Linked DNA regions of Mus musculus: regions 1 and 2 are each linked to region 3. A link is a contact called in public Hi-C data. All regions are on one chromosome and are shown on one strand. Each heading gives the region's core, a stretch centred on a gene start, on an enhancer-like site or on the middle of the called end of the contact. The rest is flanking DNA. Distances are from core to core; before and after follow the strand shown. Region 1 overlaps Scfd2 (Sec1 family domain containing 2). Region 2 has its middle 90 kb from the start of Lnx1. Region 3 has its middle 49 kb from the start of Gm34960.

Region 1 (3,474 bases), core at 98-2,597, 580 kb before region 3:
CCTTCCGAGAGCCAGCCCAGCAGATGGAACAAAAGAGTTTATTTCTGGAAGATATGAAGACATTTTGTACTTGTAAATATTTTCTTACCCCATATTTTTAAAATTATCTAATTAGCATGGGTCACATTGACTTGTATTTTATAAACCAACTCTGCATTTCATTTTAGACCAAGGTTCATTCATTTTTTTTTTTTAGCCATCTCCCAATGTGATATTATATTTACAATAAAGAACATCTGGATATTTGCAGTTGGAGAAGTCTTCGTGCTTTTAAAATATGACATTGAACAAATAGTTCTCCATCAACGGCTAAACAGCAATCAGCCATGTCTCGGATATTTGGGTGGATTTGGTTTTGTTATTAAAAACATTTGTTTTTGTATCACTTAAAACATCTTAATATGGTATGTAGGTATGTAGGTGGTGAAAAAGCAGGTTATGCTACAAGGAAAAACTCTGAAATTTTGTAATAATTAGGGTAATAAGTCTAAATGAAGAATAATGGCTGGGTTTCCTTCGGTCTGGCCTTGATTCTTTCCAAGTGAGAGCACGGTGGTGCAACACTGCCCCCTACTGTATGTCTTTGCCCTGCCCTTTGAAGGAATCTCAAAAGAAAAAAATTGGAAGAAATCAACAGCTTGGGACAAACCTATCTTCTTACATTTGGTATTTTAAAAAGGTGTTGTAGAGAGTACTCAGCACAGACACTCAGAGGATTAGTAGACTCCTCGCTTCTGTGGTGCCGTTTACTTTCTTACGGGGCGTTGCTGAGGTAACAGATGACACGTTTTTGTTTTTCCCCTGATGGATGGTAGTGGAGGTTTGTGAATGTGCTTCTGTTTCAGTTAGCGCTTGTCTCAAGGAATGGTGCATCTTTGAAAAAAAACGCACAGGATCTCTTTGAGGCTGGAAAGAATAGGGCTTTTGTCCATTTTCATGATAGCTTCAGTATTTTTAATAACAGGACCAAACCTTGAGGTAAAATGTATCAATTTAACCAATCACATCTTGGAGCTCATCCAGGCTTAACTGTCTATAAACAACTTTGTCTTATTTTGTGTAATAGAACCCTTAAATTCATGTGCAAGAGTCTTTGGCACGGATAACATTTAAACTTTTTCATTTTGATGAAAAGTTGAATTCCTTCTTTTCCCTTTCTAAGGGTATTACTTTAACAACATTATTTTGATGACATGTCCTTTGCAAATGCATACTTTCGGACATTAAAAAACAAATCGAAAGCCACTTATCATATGAATCATTGTTAAAGTCAGCTGTAATCCGCTGTGTAAAATCTCCCTGTAAAGGCACACAGGCTAGGGGCTTAAACCTGGAGCACATTAAATTAGTTCCAGTCTCTGGCGAACTGGCTTTGCCTGCCTTGCTTAGGCAGGCAAACCGGAAACAGGCAGTTTATAACAAGAAGTCTGCCTCAGAAACCATGGGGTCTATTGGAGAAAGATTTATAGCCCCACTTATATAAACATTACAAATGTGGACTCCGAGTAGGAGGGGAACCGTTATCGAAATCTCCCGAAGAGCTTTTTCATTGTGAGTAAAATGGACAGCGTGCACTGTTGTTTGAAGACCCGCCAGCGTTTCCACAGCCGTCCTCTCCACTGCTCTGCCTGATTAAAATGGAGCATTGTGAAGACTAACCAGACCACCTACTTCTAATTTGTTTTCACAGTAAGACTGCATTGGCATCAAACCTGGAGCCAAAGAGACTCTGTGCCAAAGGAGAAAATTATCATTTTGGAGTTAAAGAAAAAGGAATATAATTACATGAAATCTAGGGGTAATGGAGTCTGGACTTCAGTTTATACCACTGCCTGAGTTTAAGTGATTTTTACATATAAACTCTTTCCTAGATATCGTGTTGTCTTTGAGATTGTAATAGAACCCAGATGAGGCTTGAAATATTTGGTCCCATAAAATGAGGAAGGCTGAAAGGAGAGATTAACATTTGAGATTAGAAAAGCTATTTATTTGATACTTCACATATGGCGAGCTGAGGTCTATGGGCTGCACGTCTGTGTTCTTCTCATTTAGCTTTATCTCATTTGTAATGTCTTGAAACTTTCCACATAAATACACTTTCTTTTGCCCAAATATCTCTAACAGGGCACTAAAATCAAATTCTCTCTTTTCTTTTGGGCTTGTTAATAGTAGCTACTGTCTTGTGGGTCCAATCCAGGTGGTGCTGAGTCCACTCTCCTTAGGATCTCTGCAGCATTCCTGGAAGATAGCGAGCACATCTGTTTTTAGCATTTTTAACTCAGTCCAAACATAAGGTTATTTGGAAAGCACCTTTAAAATAGGGGCTGCTGTAAGAAGGAACACAATGAAAGGTTGTGACTGATAAAACATGAAGCCAGGATCCTCAAGAAGAGAGTGGAGTTGAATGTCGTATGCAGCACACCCATAGAAAGGTCCCCATGTTTTCTTTGTCCATCAGGTCTGTTTTCTTTGATAGCAAGAAAAGCCACTCCTCTAATTTCAGCTGGTGAGCAGAAATGAAAAATCTGATCATGTGTCACATCAGAGAACAGGTGGACTCAAAGGGAGGTTCTGAGCAGTATCACACGACTAATACTAGTGATAATTTTACTGGGTATTATTTTAAATTTTTAAAATTATTTTTATTATAACATTCTCATTATTTTTGAGAATTTCATATACCTGTGCAGTATATTTTGATCATATTATGGACCTCATGTATCAAGGCTTACATATGCTATGTACCAGACTTAGTGTCTTATGTATATATGTCTTTACTGTGCAGCAACTCCAGTTTTGAAATGAAGAAGCTGAGATTCTGAGTTTGGGACGCGCTCAGCCACTGTGAGTGGCAGTGACTGCTGTGACCAGCTCTTCTGGCTCCCAAGCCTATGCTCGTTACCTGCTTAAGCACCACACAATCCATGTTGAGCTCTTCACCTTAAAAGCCATTTGGAATCTTGTAAAGCACAACCTGTAATCCCATGAGTGTCTAACCTGCTCCATTCCACCCCATGAGTGTCTAACCTGCTCCATTGTATCCCATGAGTGTCTAACCTGCTCCATTGCACCCCATGAGTGTCTAACCTGCTCCACTGCATCCCATGAGTGTCTAACCTGCTCCATTGCACCCCATGAGTGTCTACCCTGCTCCATTGCATCCCATGAGTGTCTACCCTGCTCCATTGTATCCCATGAGTATCTACCTTGCTCCATTGCATCCCATGAGTGTCTACCCTGCTCCATTGCATCCCATGAGTGTCTACCCTGCTCCATTGCATCCCATGAGTGTCTAACCTGCTCCAGTGAGGTCCATGGACTTCTCCTCAGCAGCTCTCTCTGCACCCAGAGCCTCTGTGCACAGATGAGAGGTCCTGAACATGAGATGAACTCTTGCTCTGAGCAGATGGATTCAAGGCTCTTTGTGTACAGGTCATTCAGGTGGGGATGTAACCCACAACCTTCTGTCTGGAA
Region 2 (3,665 bases), core at 572-3,071, 940 kb before region 3:
TCCACAGAACCAAGTAACCATGGACTGAGCCCTTTGAAACCGTGAGCCAAAAGAATCCTCCCATTTAAATGTTTCCCTTAGGTATTCTGGTCCTGGCACCTAAAGTTCTAACATATAGGTCCACCCAGTCCCACCATATATATGCCATTTGATTCTGTCTAACGGTAAAGTTGCCTTAGTTCTAAGGGGAAGAGTGTACCATCCTAGAACAGAAATCCCTGAGGGTCCCAGACTCAAGAGACAATTGGGGTCAGAACTAAAATCTTCAGGAAGCTAAGAGTTCCCAAGTGACATGAGCCCTCCCTGCTCCCTGCAGCTGGCACTGGCCCTAGCCTGAGTACTGGCCTCTTATAGGCCTCTTCTTGTCTACATATGGTTTCAGCCTTCCTCTAGGGGGCTTAGAACTTAGGCTCGGGGCTAACAACTACATCTGGGAGGCTCTAACCCAGAGAAACACAAAGACCTCTTTCAAAGTACAAGTACTGAAAAAAAAAATATAATCTCAACACTTCCTCCGTATGCGTCATACCTTTTTTTTTTTTTTTTCCTGATGTCAATAGCATGTTGGCCGATTGGGTCTCAGAGACCATGTTAGGATGAACACTGGTTGCTGTGTTTAATTAGAAGGGCAAAAGATAGAGTAGCTTGGACTTTGAGCAGAAAGAAAACCAAGAGGAGGAGCTATGAGGCCTGGCAGATGTTCTCTGACACAGTCAGTCCCTGCCAGCTCTGGGCCCTGTCCCACCCCTGTAGAAATTCTGGCAAGTCCTATCGTTATTTTTTCTAACCTGTCATTATCTGTCTCCTGGAGGTAATAACTTCAAATTTCATAGGACTGTTCAGTGAAAATTAAACAAAAGGAAACACATCGGATACTTTCTATAGTACTAAACATATAGCAAGTATCTGGCACCAGTATTTTTGAATCATAGACATTGCTTTATTGTTTTTTGCTTTGCTTTAAGATTTGCTTGTAAGATTCTAGAGAGAGGCAAGCGGCCAAGGAGAAAAAGATGATTAACAGTTTCCAGGGACCCATGCTGAAGTAGTGGTAACGCTGGAGTGACCCCTTGCTGGGGCACAGATGTTCAAGCCTCCAGATGTTCACACTGGACTGGTTTTCTGTATGTAGCACAAAGGAGCTGAAACCCAAACAGGTCTGGGAAACTTGTACAAGCACAAAGTCAGTCGGGAGCACAGCGACAGTCTTAAATCAATTGCAAATAAAAGCCCCAAGAAGGAACTCTACTACCGCCTGCACCCGCGGTAACCTGGAAAGCTTGCTTCTGCTTCGGGTTTCTCCACATTATACAAAGGAGTAGGAGAGAGAGAAGTGGGGAAAGAGGAGGGGTGAAAGATGGGGAGGGGAAGGATGGAGAGGAGGAAGAGGAGAAGAGAGGGGGAAAAGGGAAGATGGAGGAGAAAGAAGAGGGGGAAGAAAGCGGTGGGGGGAGACTTTTTAAACATTCCTCCCCCAACTTCCTGCCTCCTGGAGAGAGGAGCCAGCAGCCACCAGAGATCTTAGAGGGACGCCTTGTGTCTGGGCCACCACGGGCAGTCAAGGAGCCTTGCTTTTGGTCCTAGGGGAAGCTGTCCCTTGAGGAGGCTGCAGTGTGTCCACCAACATGGTTCAATGAGGGCAGTAGTTTGCACACATGGGGAACCACTAGGAATGACAGAGTCTAGCCCCGGGGCTATTTTAGGCCAGACCCAGAATTGGAGTCAGTGGAGGTTTTGTTTATGTAACATCTGCTCAAGGCTCTTTGGAGCAAATAACCCAGGCTTCCAGGCCTGCGCTCGCTCAACGAGCAGGGGCGTGGCTTCGAGCTTCCTGTTGTTCTTGGCACTGCTTCCCTGCTGTTGTGGCTCCTCTCCCAAAGCTGTTTGCTGCCTCCTAGGCTCAGCGCAGTAGCTTTCTCCTTAGATCCCTTTCTAGGGTCAGGATAGCTTGTAAGTAGCCATGAAGCTAGAGGAGATGGTACCGCAGGGACTATGCTCCAGGGAGTTGCTTCCTGACCCCCGGGTGTCCTGGCCACTTGTCAGCCTCCCCCTGCTTCACAGTGCCCGCCCGATCTCTTACTTGAACAGCTTTCATGACAGGTCTGGCATGCTAGACAAAAGATTCTGTTCTGTATTCTGAGAGCACAGATCTGAATCACGACCTGCACCTGATCCTTGCGGTCTGGAATTGTCTTTACCTGAAAAGCATATAAACAGGACTGTTTCTTGGTGTCCTCCTGCGATTGGCTCCAGTACCCAGTGGATACTGAGATGCAAGGATGCTCGAGTACCTTCTGTGAGATGGATAGTGTTTGCATAAAACCCACGCAATCTCCTGATTACTTGTTTCACACAAATCAATGTAAGTGCTGTGAGTAGCTGCAGTTATTGCTTAGGGGAAAATGACCAGGAAAACAGGAGTGTACATGTTTAGGACAGATGCGGTTGTTTTTCATAAACATTGTTGTCTGTGTTTGATTGACCCCATGAAGGCAGAGCAGACACAGTGGGTTACCGTACATATTATAATATACACTAATTTTCTTTGTTTCAGGCCTTCTCAAGGGCATGAAGACTGTAGCTTTCTAAAAATCCAGATAATGTAGGTACTGTGTATTTTGTCATGAACTCTTTGTATGTCTGTGTGTGACAATTACGTATGTGTATGCATATCTATAGCTATCTATATTTATATCTATCTATATATAATGTATTTTGACTAAATTCACTCTCCCCCATTCTTTCTTGTCCCCTCTTGCTGAACTCCATATTCCTTCCACCCAGTCCCTCTCCTACTTTCCTGACATTTTTTCTGTTCTTCCTCCCCGTCCCCACTCACAACTTACTGATTTTAATCAGCATTGTTTACATGAGCTTGGATAGGAATACTATTTCCTAAAGTCTGGACGACCTACCTGTGGCCAGGAGGAAAATCCCCTCCCCTCCCCTCCCCTGATACCCTGTTAGCTGCCAAGAACTCCTCAAGGAAGGCTAGGCCTCATGAGGAGGCCTCCCTCCCTTACAAATGATGGACCACTGATGGGCCCTCAGTGGGCAGGTAACCATGGCTACAAGTTTATGAGTACAGTGGCCATGTCATCCTGAAGATTGGGCTTCGCAGCACTCTTCCTCATCTTCTGACTTACATTCTTTCTAGTCCCTGCTCCATGATCCTCTTTGTGCCTTGGAGGGGGAAATACAGATGTGTGGATACACACAGAGGATAGCACTGTCAGAACGCCCCACTGCCTCAGCCGGTGGCAGAGGCTACTGCCTCACTCTCAGCATCTCGGAACAGGAAGCAACTCAATGTCCCACCAAAGTGAAACAGATAAGTAAACTTAGCTACACTCACACAGCATCTCATATACTCATACAGAATACTCTGCCTCTGCAGAAAAGAATGTGTCACCCATGCCCTCAACTGTACCCATGTCTAGATCTGTACCCATGCCCACATCTGTACCCATGCCCACATCTGTACCCATGCCCACATCTGTACCCATGGCCGTATCTGTATCCACACCCACATCTGTACCCATGCCCACATCTGTACCCATGCCCACATCTGTACCCATGCCCACATCTGTACCCATGCCCACATCTGTACCCATGGCCGTATCTGTATCCACACCCACATCTGTACCCATGCCCATATCTGCGCC
Region 3 (3,689 bases), core at 332-2,831:
TGATTAAGCCAAAAAAGATTGTTACCAATGTAAAACCAAAATACCAAAACTCCGTTCAGAAGCTTTTTCAGAGTCATAATACAGACCTCACACTAATAACCATTTGCACGCCAAGAAAAAAAAAAAAACAGAGTGACATTTGCAGTTATCTAACCCGACCGATCTGGTGTGGAAGCTGACTTTATATCCTGAGCAAATCTGTATCCGATTCAAAGTGAGGTGCACTGGAAACAGTAAATATGCAAATATTCTACAACAAGCCTGTACTGCAACTTTCTTGATGTCCCTGACCCTGCCTCTCCCACTAGGATTTGTGAAGTTGGTACCAGATTTCTAAAAGAAAGCCTCGATACAGTCGGGACTGGCCCTGTCATTGTAGGCTGAGGAGTCACTGGCCGGCTCTAAAGCCTGTTTCTCTCCAGCCATGCTACAACCACCTGTGAAAGACCTAGCGCTGTCCATGATTGCTAAGACAGTTTCAAAGTCGAGCACACTGCACTTTTAAGTACATCTCACTTGAGAGAAGACTTATAGCAACTTATAAGTAAAAAATTTATCTATTGTGTTTCAAGAGTTGGCGGGACGCCTGGAAAACTCCGGGAGGTCTGAGTAAACCCCGTGGGACTTCCCGGGAGCCGGAGAGAGGAGCTTCCAGCTCCATCTGGACCACAGTTGCATCTCAGCGTCCCCAGGTGTATCATTTCCCATCCACCCCAGATCCCTATTAAATACATTATTTTACCGATGAGAAAGCCAAAGCTTGGGGAGACTGAAGGAAGAAATCCTAGTGGAAATCTGAGTGCAACAAACACACTGTGGCTTTATTCCATAGTGCGACAACTATTCAAAATCGGAACGGGACTGGCGCCATCCCCTAGCTGCTTCCACACTCACGCCTAGCCGAAATGCTCAGGCCATCACAGGATCCTCAAAGCTATGCCAGGACTTCTAATTTCACCATTTAACTCCAGGACGCCATAGAAACATTTGGCAACAAACCCATCCGTTTCCTGATTAAGTTTTCTTTAGCTCGGAAAATCCTGCATTAAGGCTCAGATTTTCACGCATCACAAGGATTCTAGAGACATGTGAGACTCTGTCTACGACCACTCCCCTCCGGACCCAGTATTTTACATATGGCCTGGTCTGATCAGCTGAGTCCAGAGAGGTACAGTGCTGGATGCCAGGCACCCCAGATGCCCGGGTACCTCTAGCTTCTGAGACTCATGCTTCCCACTCATAGCAGAATAACTTCAGGTCACCGAATTTTATTCAAAGAGAACTACATTCGGTTGTCTCATTTACGGAGCTATTTCTCAATGCGGTGGATGCCACCGAAGAGAGCCAGGTTTTCGTTAAGGATTCCACAGGGCGGCTTCTTCAGTGAAACTCAAGTCTGGCTATTGTCTTCAGTAAATCTTGCTCCAGCAAGGCCTGCATCCACTTATCTTTGTGAATTGAGATTCTGTGGCTTGGATTCGGTTCCTACTCCTCCACCGGCCTCTCCCCACTTCATACTCTTCTAAGCCAAACAAGGATGGGGGCTGGGGAAGCCCAGTTCAGCGTTGTATTCTTTGTCTCTTGCTGCCCCCTGCTGTTCAAGACAGGGTAGGCTAAGCAGACTGGCAGCGAGCTCCAGGAACCTGCCTGTCTTTGCTTCCCTGGTACCATGGAAAGACGGTGTCACCACACCCATATGTATGTATACGCCGCTGGATGGAACTTGGGTCCTGATGTTGTGGCGAGCATTTTCCAAACGGCGCTGGTTCCCTGGCTTCTCCATTTTTCCTCTCAACATGGAAATGAAAGGATAGCTCCCGAGCAGTGGCTCTGTGAGGGAGAAACAAAGTGTCTGGCAGCAAAAGCTATAGGATTTTCTTATGAAGCACTCTCATTCCATTAGTTTTTTTTTTTTTTTAAATAAGGAAACAAAATCGTGTTACTTAATATCCATTTCTATTGAGCCAGTTAGTCCATCTAAACACACACAAGAGTCCAGACATGCACTTTGGAGTTATGGGAGAGATTTACTATGACGTTATGTTCCCATTAAACCCATCAGAAGGTGGAACCAGATGCCAAGAAAGTATTGACTGCACAGGCAAAACCCTCCAACGAGTTCCTCCCGGTTCACCTTGAATATGTCCTGAACACTCACATAATTCACATAATTTGGCAAAACCCATTGTAACACAAAGCCTATTTGTTAATAAAGTCCCGACTAACCCATGCCATTTCTCCAGCTCTCCAGGGAAAGGTGCCACAAAACGTCCCATTGGAGAAAGAAGAGAGTAAGCAGGTAGAATCACACTGCAGTTTGGCTTTGCTGCACCGTATACATACAGTGGACTAGAGGCCAACTGAACGACAGTCAAACTCTGGTGGGCAGGGGGACAGAACAGCATCATGAGGATCACACATAGGTCAGGAGCTCTTCACATGCACACTTCAAGAGGCACAGGGACTAAAACTCGAGTCCTCACCTGAATGAAGGTCGTCACAACCTCTGAGTACCTGGCCACTTAATTCCTTCACCCACCAGAATGAGAGTCTCAGGAGAGCAGACACTTGCTGCCCAGTTTACCATGTACTCACTCTGGATCGGCACAAATCCAGACGTGTTCAAGGTAAGGTCTTCCTGTCTCCGATCAGCAACCACTGATATTCATTTCAACCACTGATGTTCATTTCCCAGGCAGCAGCCAGACCATCTTTCTAAAACTCGAATCTGATCATGACTGTTGCCTATTTGGAAGCCCTCCAATGACTCCTCCTCAGTTGTCCTGGCAAAGCCCAAACCCCTAAAATAAGCCAATAAGGGATGGTGTGCATTTCAGCCACACCAAGGCCTTTTGGCATTCCTAAGGGTCATGTGTCAGGTGTCCCAGCATCCACACCTGTTCCCTGACTGGAATCCCTTTCCCTCTTCCCTAAATTGTGGTGACACCCGCAGGACCCAGCTCAGGGATGCCTCCCACTGGGCTGAAGTAAAACTGAAGTAAGAGGTAAAGCTATCTTCCTGGGCCTCCAAGTTGTAGGGTCTTAGTTTATTGGTGCTAAGGATGATTATCGTGAGCCATTACTTCTGAACCTGTGTTTTGCTTTCTTCTTCCTAAGCTCCTACAACCTCCTCTATTTCTTTAGGCATTTACTACACAAGATATGGTGCACACACCATTAGGATTTCTATGCCTGTTGGTCTCTTAATGGGACCTTTATGGAAGGCAATTGGATGTTCATTACTGTGTTCCTTTAAGAATAAAAAACAAGTGCCAGGCGTGGTGACGCACACCTTTAATCCCAGCACTCAGGAGGCAGAGGCAGGCGGATTTCTGAGTTCGAGGCCAGCCTGGTCTACAGAGTGAGTTCCAGGACAGCCAGGGCTACACAGAGGAACCCTGTCTCGAAAAACCAAAACAAGAAAAAAAAAGAATAAAAACATGAGCATATCATAAAAATTAGATATAGCATTCTTCTTTTAAACCTGTGTGTGTGTGTGAGAGAGAGAGAGAGAGAGAGAGAGAGAGAGAGAGAGGAGAGAGGAGAGAGGAGAGAGGAGAAAGGAGAGAGGAGAAAGGGAAGGAGAGAGGAGAGAGAGAGAGACTCTTAGGAGAGAGGAGAGAGGAGAGAAAGAGAGAGAGAGAGAGAGAGAGAGAAAGAGAGAGAGAGAGAGAGAGAGAGAGAGAGAG

The links. Hi-C and Micro-C count contacts between places; a contact is called where the count stands out from the background.
Region 1: a Hi-C map of uterus shows a contact between it and region 3, with 7 times the contacts expected there. The contact joins two enhancer-like sites. A contact is called at or near these places in 26 of 484 Hi-C or Micro-C datasets (the HL-1 cell line, the N1E-115 cell line, the STO cell line and 16 more), 3 of 115 datasets of contacts at active chromatin or transcription factors (astrocytes, embryonic stem cells and fibro-adipogenic progenitors) and 2 of 9 other capture datasets (embryonic tail and embryonic trunk).
Region 2: a Hi-C map of cerebral cortex shows a contact between it and region 3, with 3 times the contacts expected there. The contact joins two enhancer-like sites. A contact is called at or near these places in 10 of 484 Hi-C or Micro-C datasets (cerebral cortex, cortical neurons, cranial neural crest and 3 more) and 2 of 115 datasets of contacts at active chromatin or transcription factors (embryonic stem cells and kidney).

What each region holds. Positions count from the first base shown.
Region 1 is chr5:74,431,079-74,434,552 of GRCm38.p6, reverse strand. All of the region lies in intron 4 of Scfd2 (Sec1 family domain containing 2), which reads left to right. Among named protein-coding and RNA genes, the nearest start is that of Scfd2, 99 kb to the left of the region's middle. Within about 2 kb of position 1,347, at least 60 of the 459 cell types and tissues checked have an H3K27ac peak or open chromatin away from gene starts, as enhancers often do. A contact at or near this core is called in the STO cell line, palatal mesenchyme and uterus, where this site is marked.
Region 2 is chr5:74,790,592-74,794,256 of GRCm38.p6, reverse strand. No RefSeq gene overlaps it. Among named protein-coding and RNA genes, the nearest start is that of Lnx1, 90 kb to the right of the region's middle. Within about 2 kb of position 1,821, at least 196 of the 459 cell types and tissues checked have an H3K27ac peak or open chromatin away from gene starts, as enhancers often do. A contact at or near this core is called in cerebral cortex, palatal mesenchyme and uterus, where this site is marked.
Region 3 is chr5:73,852,098-73,855,786 of GRCm38.p6, reverse strand. No RefSeq gene overlaps it. Among named protein-coding and RNA genes, the nearest start is that of Gm34960, 49 kb to the right of the region's middle. Within about 2 kb of position 1,581, at least 57 of the 459 cell types and tissues checked have an H3K27ac peak or open chromatin away from gene starts, as enhancers often do. A contact at or near this core is called in the STO cell line, cerebral cortex, palatal mesenchyme and 1 more, where this site is marked.